Regions from separate parts of the Sus scrofa genome. Here regions 1 and 2 are each linked to region 3. A link is a contact called in public Hi-C data. All regions are on one chromosome and are shown on one strand. The core of a region is the stretch at or near the end of the contact, and the rest is flanking DNA. Distances in the headings are between cores, read along the strand shown.

Evidence for each region. A called contact is a pair of places that touch in the nucleus more often than the background predicts.
Region 1: a contact with region 3 is called in a Hi-C map of embryonic fibroblasts, with 2.0 times the contacts expected there. The contact joins the enhancer-like site here to the promoter of MRPS6 in region 3. A contact is called at or near these places in 12 of 47 Hi-C or Micro-C datasets (alveolar macrophages, embryonic fibroblasts, fetal heart ventricle and 9 more) and 1 of 2 datasets of contacts at active chromatin or transcription factors (alveolar macrophages).
Region 2: a contact with region 3 is called in a Hi-C map of embryonic fibroblasts, with 5 times the contacts expected there. The contact joins the promoter of ATP5O here to the promoter of MRPS6 in region 3. A contact is called at or near these places in 1 of 5 promoter capture datasets (liver), 15 of 47 Hi-C or Micro-C datasets (alveolar macrophages, blood, embryonic fibroblasts and 10 more) and 2 of 2 datasets of contacts at active chromatin or transcription factors (alveolar macrophages and skeletal muscle).

The regions. Positions count from the first base shown.
Region 1 is chr13:197,539,889-197,544,391 of Sscrofa11.1, reverse strand. No RefSeq gene overlaps it. Among named protein-coding and RNA genes, the nearest start is that of ATP5O, 23 kb to the right of the region's middle. Within about 2 kb of position 1,396, at least 35 of the 83 cell types and tissues checked have an H3K27ac peak or open chromatin away from gene starts, as enhancers often do. A contact at or near this core is called in alveolar macrophages and embryonic fibroblasts, where this site is marked.
Region 2 is chr13:197,517,515-197,522,029 of Sscrofa11.1, reverse strand. ATP5O (ATP synthase, H+ transporting, mitochondrial F1 complex, O subunit) reads left to right here and starts at 2,500. Exons shown (of 7, transcript NM_001044606.2): 1 at 2,500-2,551; 2 at 3,969-4,019. The coding sequence starts at 2,516.
Region 3 is chr13:197,685,102-197,689,917 of Sscrofa11.1, reverse strand. It overlaps MRPS6 (28S ribosomal protein S6, mitochondrial), which reads right to left and starts at 2,012. Exons shown (of 4, transcript XM_021069846.1): 1 at 1,802-2,012; 2 at 1,129-1,718. The coding sequence starts at 2,012. It overlaps SLC5A3 (sodium/myo-inositol cotransporter), which reads right to left and starts at 1,286. Exons shown (of 2, transcript XM_005657149.3): 1 at 1,129-1,286.

The DNA of each region.
Region 1 (4,503 bases), core at 147-2,646, 140 kb after region 3:
CGTAAAGCAGGCTAGCACTATCAGAGGAAAACCCCACAGTGTCATCCTCCCAGGCTCCTGGGGGCACATCCTTCAGCTTCATCAGGCCTCCAGTCAAATTCCAGGTCTTGGCATTCCCATTGTGACTCAGCAGGTTAAGAACCCAACATGGTACCCATGAGGATGCAGGTTCGATCCCTAGCCTTGCTCAGTGCGTTGAGGATCCTGTATTGCTGTGAGCCGTGGGGTCACCGATGCAGCTCAGATCCGCATTGCTGTGGCTTGTGGTGTAGGCCAGCAGCTGCAGCTCTGATTTGACCCCAGCCCAGGAACATCTACATGTCACAGGTGCAGCCCTAAAAAGAAAAGAAAAAAAAAAAAATTCCAGGCCTTGATCACATCAAAGTCTCGCAATCAACCAAATCTTCCTGCCAGGTAACCTTGTTCAGTTATAGAAGGAGGAACATCAGTCCCCCATAAGACCCCCCAAAGCCAAGATAACTTTAAGGAAGGGAATAGAGATCATAATGGGCCCAGAAAAAAAAAGATCACTGGGCCAGTAGCCTGAAAACTTAGAGCCCAACCCTATCAAGAAGCGTCGCTTTGGCAGTCTAACTGGATCCTGCCCTGATTCCGCTGGGAGAAGCAGGAGGATTAGAATCCCTTGTTGGGCTGCACCAGATTTTAAACCTCCTTTCAACTGGGAATCATCTGCAATTCTCTCAATCCTTATAATATCTGCCACCTAATAAATACTGGGAGCCAGGCATATGGAAGCGTTAACGCACTCAGCCCTCCCCATAGTGCAGGGAGGTGGTTTTTATTAACGTCTTTTTCAGAAGTGGGGAAAGAAGCTTGCCAAAGACACCAGAGCTGATAGGAGAAAGGAAAGGATTTGAATGTGGGTCTAACTCCAGTGCTGATCCTCTCCTGTCCACACTCTGCCTCTGGAACTCTATCCACTTACACAGCCTGCTGCCCCTTGAAAGGAAGTAAAAGGCACAGACAGATGGGACCCAGGTGGAGACTCTACCCAGAAAATGGGCACTTCCTGAGCAAAGGTGCCACAGTGACAGCCCTTGTGAACGGCAGCCTGCAAAGATTAACCACAGGGCTGTCTCCCATGTAGAAATAGGCTCCCTTTTGTCCACATAGCCCTACAGGCAAACAATAGCTCCATCACCCAGGAGACCACAGAAAAAAGGGAGGGAGAGAGATATGGACAGGACAGGGTGTAAACAAGATGCTGTATATGGGCAGAGAGAGAGAGAGAAAAAAAATGATGTAAAGGCAGAACACACCAGGATATTTGACGTGCAGGCTTTCAAAATTATGCCTCCATGCTTTATGTGAGGAGTGTACACAAATGAGGCTGTATTTTCAACTACGTCACATGCACTGCTTTGCAACCAAAAACAATATTTGTGCTTCATGTGCTGCCCCGTGGTGTTTTATACACAGAATCACCTGGCACAGGTCCTGTCCCCAAGATTCAAATTAACGTTTGCATGGGGGAGGGGTGCGAGGGGAGGTGGGGGAGGGAAGCAGGCGTGTTCTGCCGGCCACACTCGGGGCCACTGACATTGCCGGGCATGATGGATGCTGCCAGCGCTGTTGCCTAGCAACCCAATACCCTTCAAGAAAATTCAGCAGTCTCGCTGGCTCGATGAAGCAAACAGGGCTGGTTCGGCATGGCACTGGGCATGGAAAGACAATAGTGGTTTTGTTCCAGTTATGCATAATCCTTCTTTCTGATTTCCTGTATAGATCAACATACCTGAGGGGACGTGGAGCCCGGCGCGGGACTGGGGCTGGAAAAAGCCCAGGGTTTTTTAAATTACCTCCAAATCGGCTTCAGACACTAGTGGAATTTTACTGGCTGGTCCCATGATGCTCCTTCAATCCCCGGTCCTTTTCACAACATAAAGGCTGATCTCCACTACGTGACTCACCAGCATACCTCCAGATAGTTGTTTGTCAGCCCTGTCATGAGTCATGCTTTCTTCAGCTTTCTTTTCTCCTCCAAACTGAACCACTTGACATTTTAGAATGGGGTTGGGGGAAGGGGTTTGATTTTTTTTTTTTCTTGATGTCACTCCACGGCTTTGTGTGCGAGTGTGGGGGTGTGTGGGACGAGGTGAGTAATGGCTGGGAGAACAGGTAAACAGGACTGAGGTTCTCCACGCCATCAGCTGCCTGGAAAGTCACCAAGTGCGAGGATGCTGAAACGGAACGTCTCTGGGCTAGAAGGGACGGTACCCTGGTCAGCATTCTGCCTTCCACCCATTCCTTTCCAGCAGCCTGCTGCTCCCTTTCTCCCCAACAAAGAGCTCTGCTTCACTTTGTGCAGTGCAGATGACAGCATCATTATAAGGCTTTCAGAAAAATCCAGCAGGAGTTATAAGACACAAAGAAAACCGGGATTTTCAGATGAAAAAAAGAGAAGCGCATTTGCCACACAAATTGTGCTGGACCAAGAGTTTCCTGGTGGCTCAGTGGGTTAGGGAGCCAGCGTTATTGCTGCTGCAGCTCCAGTCACTGCTGTGGCTCAGGTTCAATCCCTGGCCCTGGACCTTCCACCTGCCATGGGTACATCCTCCAAAAAAAAAAAAAAAAAAAACTGTGCTCGGAGTTCCCATAATGGCACAGTGGAAATGAATCCATGAGGATTGCGGGTTCAATCCCTGGCCTCGCTCTGTGTTTTGGGATCCAGTGTTGCCATGAGCTATGGTGTAATTTGCAGACACAGCTTGGATCTGGCGTTGCTGTGGCTGTGATATAGGCCGGCAGATTGTAGCTCCAATTAGGCCCCTAGCCTGGGAACCTCCATATGCACCAGGAGTGGCCCTAAAAAGCAAAAAAAAAAAAAAAAAAAACAAAACAAAAAAATTGTGCTGGACCAGACAGACCACAGGATCCCTGGGTTCAGGTTCTGATTCTGACATTTATTGAGCATGGGACGAACGTCTGCTTATTTTGCACGGCCCAGCACACATCTCATCTTCTCCATGAAGCTCTCGGCCTCTTAGATATATTCACTTAGATATTTATCTTTGAGTGAATTTCACATCTGTTTAGATATTTTCCTCCCAGAGTGTGAGCACCTCCAAGTCAGACACTGTTTTGTGTACCTGCATCACATCAGCTTAGCACCACAGCAGATAGATAGCAGATGCTCGGTTCATGCTTCCTGTTTGGAGGAGAGATAGATAAATGAAAGAATTGATTAACCACTCCAATAACTAAATCCAATTAACCCCTTGGAACCCTATTTGTTTCTATACTTAATGTCCACTCACACAAAAGGAATGAGGATCTAGGAGTTGCCAATGAAAGCATTTCGAACATTACACAACAGCACGTTACTAAAAAGCATTATTGGAGGAGTTCTCATTGTAGCAGAGTGGAAACAATCTGACTAGTATCCATGAGGATGCGGGTTCGATCCCTGTCCTTGCTCAGTGGGTTGGGGATCCAACATTGCCATGAGCTGTGGTGTAGGTTGCAGATGCAGCTTGGATCCCAAGTTAGGCTGGCAGCTGCAGTTCTGACTCAACCCCTAGTCTGGGAACTTCTATATGCTGCACATGTGGCCCTAAAAAGCAAAAAAGAAAGGATGGAATGAAGGAAGAAAGTTAGGGAGGGAGGAAGAAAGGAGAGAGAAAGAAAAGGAAGGAAGGAAGGAAGGAAGAAAAAGAGGGAGGGAGGAAAGAAGGAAGGGAGAGAAAAAGAGAAAGTAAGCAAGCACTATTGGAAAAGAAAAAAGTAATGATAGTCAAAAGTGTCCCCAAAGTCAGGGATCAGGACCAATTCCACTCATAGACATAAAGTAGGGAAGGAAAGAATTCCAGCTAATACAAAATACTTCTCCCATCAGGTTGGAGTAATGCCTGAAATTCCCAAAATATTTGCTTCTTCAGATTAAGACATTGCAGATCCTTGTTAAAAATGGAAATGCTCTCGGCAAAGTTTCCTTGCCTGCCCACTTGCCTCTCTCACAAGCGTCCTATTCTAATAAATCTATTTCTTGCCAAAAAAAAAAAAGTGTAAATGCTCTCTTGCAGCAATCACATATTAGTCCATTATTAACCTTGAGTGCTTTAGTTACACACATTAAATCCACTTGCAGGGTTAAAGGACATGAGGCAGGAAATTACTTTTTACTTTTCATTATGAAAATATTCAAACACACAAAACTAGAAGCAATAGAATGAGAAGTCCCTGTGTGTGCATCAGCCAGCTTAACAACTATCATCTGAAAACAAATCCTATTTCGTTCTTCTACTTCCCCAACCTGGATTATTTAGAAGCAAATACAAAACCTCCTAGCATTTCATTTACAATAGCCAAGACATGGAAGTAACCTAAACGTTCATCCACAAAGGACTGGATAAAGATGTGGTACATCTAAACAATAGAATATTACTCAGCCATAAAAAATAATGAAATAATGCCACATACAGCAACATGGATGGACCGAGAAACTATCATACTAAGTGAAGTAAGAGAGAGAAAGACAAATAT
Region 2 (4,515 bases), core at 1,251-3,750, 170 kb after region 3:
AAGTTTTGAAAAGAGCACGGCCTCTAAAAAGGAACAAAATAATGCCATTGGCAGAGTTCCCCTTGTGGCGCAGCAGAAATGAATCTGACTAGTAACCACGGTGTTGCAGGTTCCATCCCTGGCCTCGCTCAGAGAGTTAAGGATCCAGCGTTGCCCTGAGCTGTGGTGTAGGTCAGAGACACGGCTTGGATCCTGCATTGCTGTGGCTCTGGCATAGGCCAGCAGCTGTAGCTCTGGTTCAACCTCTAGCCTGGGAACTTCCATATGCCAGGGGTACAGCCCTAAAAAAGCAAAAAAAAAAAAAAGAAAAGGAAAAGAGCATGAGCTTATTTATCAAAGACTTTTAAAGTGTTCATACCTTCTCACCAAGTTCTGCCAGCCCTGGAAATCTATTTGGAAGTTATCCTAGGTGGGAAGAAAAAAGTTTGTGTCTAAAGATGCTCTGGAAATGCAGCATTGTTTTAAACGGGGAAAAAAGCAACCGTTTATTGTTCAAAAATCATTGAATGATCAAGTTATAGAATATCTACTTGATGGGTTATTCTGCAACATTAAAATTATGTTTATGATCATTTTCTCACTTGGAAACATGCTTATATTATATTGTAAGCATATATTTACAATCCACATATAATTTAGTATCTTTTTTCTTGTATTAAGGAAAAAGGCAAGACACTAAATTATGTAGATTGCGAATCTGTCTATGTAATAAAAACAAACACAAAATAAAGAATATTAGTGACTACCAGTCTGTCAGACAATTGCTCTGAATGCTAAATACATATGTGTGTATGTACATTCGTATGTATAGTTTATTTTTCCTAACACCCTGTAAGGTAGGTGCTATTATAATAACCACTTTACAGATAAGAAAACTGAAGCGCAGAGAAGTTATATAGTTGTGTCAAGGTCAATGAAAGGACTGGGATTCAAGACTGGGTAGACCAGGCCACTATCTGAAAAAGTAATGGGAGATAACGTACCAAATATTGACAACAGCTGCTTATGGGTGGTAGAAAAGAGGGCAATAACATTCCAGAAAAATAGATTCTGCCTTCTAACAAGTTTTTTGTAAGGATGAGAAAACTGCACTCAAATGTTCCCGTTGTGGCTCAGCGGTAACAAACCCCACTAGTATCCATGAGGACTCAGTTGGATTCCTGGCCCTGCACAGTGCGTCAGGATCCACCACTACCGTGGGCTGTGCTGTAGGTCGCAGACTCGGCTTTGCTGTGGCTGCGGTGTAGGCCAGCAGCTACAGCTCCCATTCAACCCCTAGCCTGGGAACTTCTATATGCTGCAGGTGAGCATTAAAAAAAGGCAAGAAAAAAGAAAACTGCAGTCAAAAAGTAAATTAATGACTTCATCTGTTTTCCTGTAGAAAAGAATAGATCTGAGTAGAAAAACACTTTTTAATTGACTATAGAACTCCATTACTGCAACTAGGGAATTCCAACCCTATAGAAGAGAAAATTAGAGTAAGTTCTGTTTAGGGGGAAATGGGGTGTAAAGAGGTTGTTTTTATAAATGCAGAGAGGAGTCGCCCCCCCCCGCCCCCGCCCCCGCCCCCTGTGGCTCAGGGGAAACCAATCTGACTAATATTCATGAAGATGCAGGTTTGATGCCTGGCTTCGCTCAGTGAGTTAAGAATCCAGCGTTGCCCTAAACTGTGGCGTAGATTGTGGACGCTGCTGAGATCTGACAGATATGGCGTGGCTGTGGCTAGACCAGCGGCTACAGCTCCCATCAGACCCCTAGCCTGGGAACCTCCATAACCTCCAATATGCAGGGGGTGCGGCCCTAAAAATACCAAAAAGTAATAATAATAATATAAATGCAGAGAAACTAACCAGAGCTAGTTTGGGGTTCTCAGTTTCAATGTCACACTTGCTCAAACCCCAGTTCTATTTTTAGGTCTGATTCTCAGATAATCACTCTGCTCTACCAGAAGGAAGTATTTAAACAGCAGACCCTCACATGCCTGCACAAACCAAGAGGTCAATGCTGTACTCAAGTGAGATGGGGCGAAGGTGGGACAGAGGTACTGGTCACAAAATGTCCCCTGCTAGAGCTATAAGGCCCGGGTTTGCGGGGTGGGGGTGGGGGTATACACAGTGCGCGGATCTACGCTCGATATACCCTTTGGGTAAGAAAGGTAAACACGCTAATGATGCTAGCGACGAAGGTGACATGGAATAAATGTCACCGTACTTATCCCAATGGAAATTTAAAACTAGTGGCAATACATCCATCCTACAGTAAAGGCCAGTTAGTAACGTATACACTTCATTTCCAGGGGCTGACCCAAACCACTAGCCCACCCCCAGCCCTGTAGGTTCCGCCCTGACCACCCGCTCCTAAGGACTACAGCTCCCAGCCTGAGGAAGATTCCTGCGCATGAGATTTGACGACCTAGGCCTACATTTCCCAGCAGCCGAGCGACTACGCTGACGCACGCATGCGCTCTCGTTCTCTCTCGCCAAGTAGGGTTTGACCTACAGCCTCCCAGGAGAAGATGGCCTCCCAAGCAGTGTCCGGGCTTTCCCGGCAGGTGAGAGAGAATGGCGGTGTTGAAAGCCAGCGGAAGGAACCCTCCTGGGGTGACCCATACCAGGCCTCTAAGCGCTACGGTTTGAGGCCACAGTTGGGGGAGCGTGGCTGCCGTTCAAGGTCGTGGGGCCAGGAGAGCGGGGGCGAGAGCAGGCAGCCGGACGGCCCGGCTTCCCCCCGGGATGCGCGCAGGGCGGTGGGCGCGGGGCTGCGCATGTCTGCATTTGGTGTCCTCAGAGCACACCCCTAGAAAGTAGCTGCTTTGAGGGGCACAGGAGAAGGGGGCTCCATCTTTGTCGTAGAGGTCACCAGTAATGCTAAGGAATATTTGTGAAACACATTCCACCTTTTTATAAAGAAAATGAGACCGAAAGGTTTAAATGACTCGTCCTTGGCTGCTGAGCGAATAAGGGGTAGAGCTGAGATTCGAACCCACAGAAGATAGAGTTTGAAAGAAAATTCGTGCTCTTCATACTGCATGATTCCTTACGTATAGCTTCCGTAAGGTTTCCTAAGTGTTACGGTCTGTTAATCCTCACAACCTTTCGAGTACATTCCAGAGCCGGGATTACTTGAAGGTGACCTGTGCCCTTGCAGGTGCTTTTTAAATTACGAATTCCAACTCTTGATAGACAAGGTGATACTGTCTCAACAATCTCAAGGTAGTATCTGCAAGATACTGGGATCTGTTCTCACAACAGACTGCTGGGTAACCCAAAGAATTCATCTTTATTTTCAGATAGCAGTTCGAGTCTAAGAAGGTACATCTCTTGCAAATCATTCCTGGAATCCTCCCACTTTTTATTAAAACCACGCCCAAGGGTAGTAATATAAATGCCAAAAGTCGCATTAAATTTTTTGGAACAGCGTGTTTCATTAAATTTGGTTTCTTCTCTCTGATACTGGTGTGCTAGCCTCAGCCTGTTTTAGTAAACTAGGAAGTGAGTGGGCCTGCAGTTTCCCAAGCTGCTGGGATGATTCTCAGTGGGGAAATTTACTCCTAGGCAAAAAAGAACAGCCCACCCTCGTGTAATCTGTGATGATACAAAGAAACACAAGAAACGAATCATTTAGGAGTTGCCGTTGTGGTGCAGCAGAAGCGAATCTGGCTAGTATCCATGAGGATGCAGGCTGCATCCCTGGCCTCACTCAGTGGGTCGGGGATCTGACGTTGCCGTGAGCTGTGGTGTAGATGGCAGACCCAGCTCAGATCTGGTGTTGCTGTGGCTGTGGTGTAGGCCAGCAGCTATAGCTCCAGTTTGACCCCTAGCCTGGGAACTTCCATATGCTGCAGGTGCAGCCCTAAAAAGAAAGAAACGAATCATTTAAATGTCATACTTACTGTTTTTTACTTTGGTTTAAGTGCAAAAATCCTTGAAGTAATCTCATTTGATCTCCTTTCTCTTTTCGTTGCTAAGGTGCGATGCTTCAGTACATCTGTGGTCAGGCCATTTGCCAAGCTTGTGAGGGTATGTCACCTTATTTTGTGATTATAAAGCAGATGAATGTGTGTGAGTCAGACACCAATACACGTAGGGCATGGATTCTGTATCATTCCGACTTGAACCTTTCTGCATGATTTGCGGTTCCCAAAACATGATGTGTTAGGGAACAAAACACATGTGTTGTGGTTCCCAAAACATGAGGGGCTAGGGAACAATGTAATGTTGAAGGCCTACTGTGCGACAGGCCCACACATAACTTTTAATTATGGGAATTTCTTAAAACCCCATAACAGTGGTGGGAAGTAGCTAGTTTTCCCATCTTTGCCAAAGAAGAAACAGCGTTTGGGAAGACTTTCCCAAAGTTATTCAGCTTAGTCTTAGAGCTGGACCGAAACGAAATCTCTCTCAGAGCCTAAGCTTTTCCACTATAATCGTACTACAGTACCACTCAGCATATGTAGTCATACTTGATGGTAGTGTGGTTTTAAATTCAGGAGTTTCCTGTTGGGGCGCAGCAGAA
Region 3 (4,816 bases), core at 763-3,262:
CTCTGTGATTGGTGGTTTTTCAATGGCGCTTGGACCAAGACCCCAGGCTTTAAGTTCAACCAAACTCCTCAACAGCTCTTCTTCAAAACTGACCCAAAACATAAAAATGTGCCCAAACCAAGCCTCTGGCAATGTAAGGAGGCTACGTTTCTAAAGTTCGAACATAGTGGTTATTTTTTTTTGCTGTTATTATACCTGGAAGGAAGAAGGAAAAAAAAAAAAGCATATGCCACACTCTACGTTACCGAATCCACGGAAGAATGGGGATTTGGGCGACGGCTTGAGAAGTACCTGACCCAGAACAGAGAACGAAGAGCTGCCTCCAGGCCGCGGGTCCCCTGTCCTCGGCCACACCATTACCTGAAGTGAGCGGGCTGCAGGATCGCTTAGCATCCCTCCAAACCTGAAATCCCCTACCTCAAGAGCAATCAAAAGCAGGGGGAGCAAAGTTTCTTCCAGAAGGCGCACAAAAAAAGGCCACAACTTGGATGAATGAAACTGTGCTAAGGGCACCCGGAGCAGGATTTTCGCTGAAGTCAGAAAAAGAGAAGTCAAAAGATTTCTTTTAACATGAGAGCTGGTTCTACGCGACCGTGGTCCAGACAACTGCACAAACACGCTTTGCAGAAGGTTTTATTGAGCGCGGACAGTTCCGGGGCTGCCGGCGGGCGCTAGAGTGGAGGCGGCGGCGGCGAGGCGGAGGCAGAGGCGGGTGGGCGGCGGAGCTGCGCCGGAGCAGGCGGCGGCGGGGCCGGCGACGAGGCTGCTTCCCGACGGCGGGCGCGGGGCCGGACGCTGGCGCGTGTCCTCCCGCGGACCTTCCACTGGACCCCCGTGGGCTGCCCCGCCCCCAACCCCCGCCCGCCCGCCAGCCAGCCTGCCCGGCGGCCGCGTGCGAGGCACACCCTCCCGCGGCCGCGCTCCCGCGTCGGCACACCCCCGCCTCCCGCGCGCACGCGGCCTCGCCGAGCCGCCGGCCGGCCCCACGCGTCCCCTCGGCGCGGGCGCCCGCCGCCCGCCCGCGGCCCCGACCCCCTCCCGGCCGCGCGGGGAGAGCGGGGGGCGGCGGCCTAGCGGCCACTGGGACACCCGCGCGAGAAGGCGGGCTCTGAGGGGAAGGTCACTTACCCGCTGCATGGCTTTCAGAATCAAAGCCAGCTCGTAGCGGGGCATGCCCGAATGCACAGCGCGCGGCTCCTCACGGAACCGTCTCCCGGGATGAAAGAGGGCGGGAACCGCGGAGACCTGGCGGACCGCTGGACCGGAAGGCTCCCAGGCGGCGAAAGCACGCTCCGGCCGCGCGAGCCCGGGCTTAAAGGCTCTGGCAGCTGCGCAGACGGGCCGCCACGCCCCCTCGCCTAACCACGCCCCCCCGCGCGCCACGCCACGCCCCCTCCTTAAGGCGGCCGCGCCGCGCCCCCTCGACAGCCCCGCTCTCTGCGGTCGGCAGCCAGCGCGGGGACCAGCGCCCTGGCCAGGCAGCCACTGCAGCAGGGCAGCACCGCGGGTCCCCTCTGCGAGCTGCCAGCGGGAGCTGCACACGCCTCCGACCCTGCAGCTGCCGCTGCCGCCGCGCTTGCTACGTATGGTTCTCGAACCAGCTGGAACTTTCCATGCCTTCCGTCTCATCCTGGGCGATGAGCGAGCGAGCGTGCGCCCCCGTGTGCGCGTGCGCTGCGGTGCGGTCTGGTCTGTGCGCGCGCCCTTACCCCGCGACTCTTAAGCGTAAGGGGCCTGCCTTGTCGGTGACCACTGTTCTCTGCACGGGGTCTCTGCCGGACCCCAAGCTCTCGCCACCCACGGCCGCGCATCCGGGTTCCGGAACGTTCCCGCTTCGGTCTGCGCCCCCGCGCAGCGCCCGCGGGGTACACCCGGGGCGTACTGCCCCTCCCGCCTCTGCCCACAGCTCGGTGTTCTAGCGCAGCCGCTAGCGCGGCCTCCTGGGGCCCCTTCCCCAGCGTGGTGGGCGTCAGGCGCAGGCTGTGGGCCACCGGGCTCGGGTCGTATCCCATCCCTCGCCGGCTGCCTGACCTCGGGCAGGCTCTTAGGAAAAGGGGGATGTGAAGGACACCTCCTTCTCGTGATTGCGATGCCTCCGAGTAAGTTGATGCTCGTAAACCGCTGAGAAAGATGCCTGCACACACCAGCATTTGTTGTATGAGCACGGCCTGACCCACGTGTTGTTGTCAAGGGCAGGCTAATACTTGGGCTCGAACCAATATTCTTTAAATGTTTATTGGGCGTTCATTTAGGGAACAGGCTAAATGCTCGGTAAGTCATTTAGTAACCAACCATCTGGGATCGTGCGTGCCCTGGAAGGAGCAGTCTCTGGCCTTCCATCTTACTCCCACCCCCACCCTCCCCAAACACGCACACAGACCTCACCTCTCCCTCCAGCCTTTGGCTCTACTTTCCCTGGCCGGAGGTGTACTAAATGCATTGTTTTCCAGCTCCATTCCTTAAAGATTGATCTCCTTGCAACTGTCGTCCTCGCCCACGCTTGCCCCACAAAAGCGTCTATAGGCGAAGTATCTGTCAACTTTAGTGTTATAAGAAGTAAAACTTACTGAGCACTTATTACGCGTCAGGCAAGACACCACTTTAACGTGTGTCGCGTAAAATTCTCACAACAGCGCTATGAGGCAAGAACTATTATTAACCCCACCTAAGGGATTTAGAAATACAGGCTCGCAGAGGTTATGTAACTAGCCCCAGGTCAGATAGTAACAGACAAAATTTGGGTCCAGACTGTATGGAGGCTGGGCTTATACTCGCAGTCCAGCTTCCGGTTCTCCATTCGCACAAATTAATGTGCTGGTATTATTGGGTAGATTTACCATGTACTCTATGTAAACGAAGAATAGAGTCCCTTTGTACCTTATCCAGACAAATTATTATTTCTCATCCCCCACCTCCCATCCGCCGCCAAGATGAAGACGATTTGAACACAATCTCTTCTGTGATATATGGATTACATTTTCTTTTCCTGGACTTCACCACCACCCATATTTTTGCAAAAAGAAACAATACAGGTATCAATACAAATGACCTGGTGAGTGTAATTTAACTTTAGGTTAAAAAAAATAGAATATTGTAAATAAATAACAGAAGGAAGCAAGGAATTTCTGGGCCTTCAGAAGAGAGTTAGAGGTTTTGCAGGAAGGTCCCTTCTTCGGCTCCTCCCCTCGCCCCCCCCCCATCAACAACATGTCCCCCTTTGAATGAGAAAATAAGAACCGCAAAGGAATATGCCAAGCCAAAGACCAGGGCAATACCATGAATTGACTTCAACTTTTAGCATTTGCCCTTGGAAGTGCCATAGTTCCCCCTAAGGTGTCCAGAGGTGAGAGAATCTGGCTTCTTCCTCTATACCGCCCTCTAACCTGACAAATAGTGTAAGGAAATTGGCGAGACTGCACATTACTGCGGCACAATCAGCACCTCCAGCTCCCGCAATCTGGTGGCTGCTCAAGGGCTCATCCCATTTCTCCTGAAAAGGAGAAAAAGGAAACCTATATTCCTTTGATTATTTGAAATGCTGGTTACAACATGCCTCCTGCAGGTGAAATTTGTAAACAAGGAAGTATCCCATATTCTGTAGCTGTTCCATCTTTTTTTTTTTTTTTTCCTTTTTGGTTGTTAATAAACTTTACACACCCTCAACTTTTTTTTTTTTTTTTTAAGCACAGCAGCAAAATGCTTGGGGTGGGTTCAGTAAAAATTAATAACGAAATCTTAACGCTGCTGCAAACTTAGTGTCTTCCTACTGTAACTATAAACGTACGTTCACCAAAAAGATTTTTTAATTTTGTACTATATACAGTCATTATTTAGAATTATAAAACATTTCTTCAGTATTCATGTATTAATTTTCAAAATTACTCTGATACTTATGACTATGTTTAACCAAGAAGGTGAAATATTTATATATTGAAAACTACACAGCATTGATGAAAGAAATTAAAGCAAACTCAATTAAACGCAAAGATATCAAAAGAATTCTTTTTTTTTTTAGGGCTGCATGAACTCCCAGAAATTCTTTTTTTTTCCTTTGTTTTTTTATAGGGCCACATCTGAAGCATATGGAAGTTTCCAGATGAGGCAATGAATTGGAGCTGCACCTGTTGGCCTACACCACATCTACAGCAACATCCAATCTGACCACAGCTCACAGCCAAGCCAGATTCCTGACCCACTGATTGAGACTAGGGACCAGACCCACATCCTCATGGATATTAGGTTCTTAACTCGCTGGGCCACAACAGAACTCTTTAATATTGTTAAAATGCCAATACTACACAAAGCAATCTACAAATTCCATGCAACCCCTGTCAAAATATCAATGACAGGAGTTCCTGCTGTGGCGCAGTGGGTTAAAGATCTGGCATTGTCTCTGTAGCATCTTCGGTCACTGCTAGGACATGGGTTCCATCCTCGGCCCAGTGCAATGGGTTTAGGATCCAGCATTGCCACAGCTGGGGCATAGGTCAAGGGTGTGGCTGAGAGTCCAACCCTGGCCCAGGAACTTACACATGCCTTGGCTGCAGCCTTAAAAAAAAAAAAAAAAAAAAAAAAAAAAAAAATGACATTTTTTAGAGAATTTTTAAATCCCAAATCTCTGGAATTTCAAAAAACCCTGAATAGCCATAGCAATTTTGAGCAAGAACAAAGCTGGAGGCATCATACGTCCTGACTTTAAGTTATACTACAAAGTTACAGTAATCAAAAGAGCACTGGCATTAAAAAAAAAGAGACCAATGGAAAAGGTTAGTGAGTCCAGAAGTAAATCCACAGGTAGAAGTTCAAATGAAAGTCA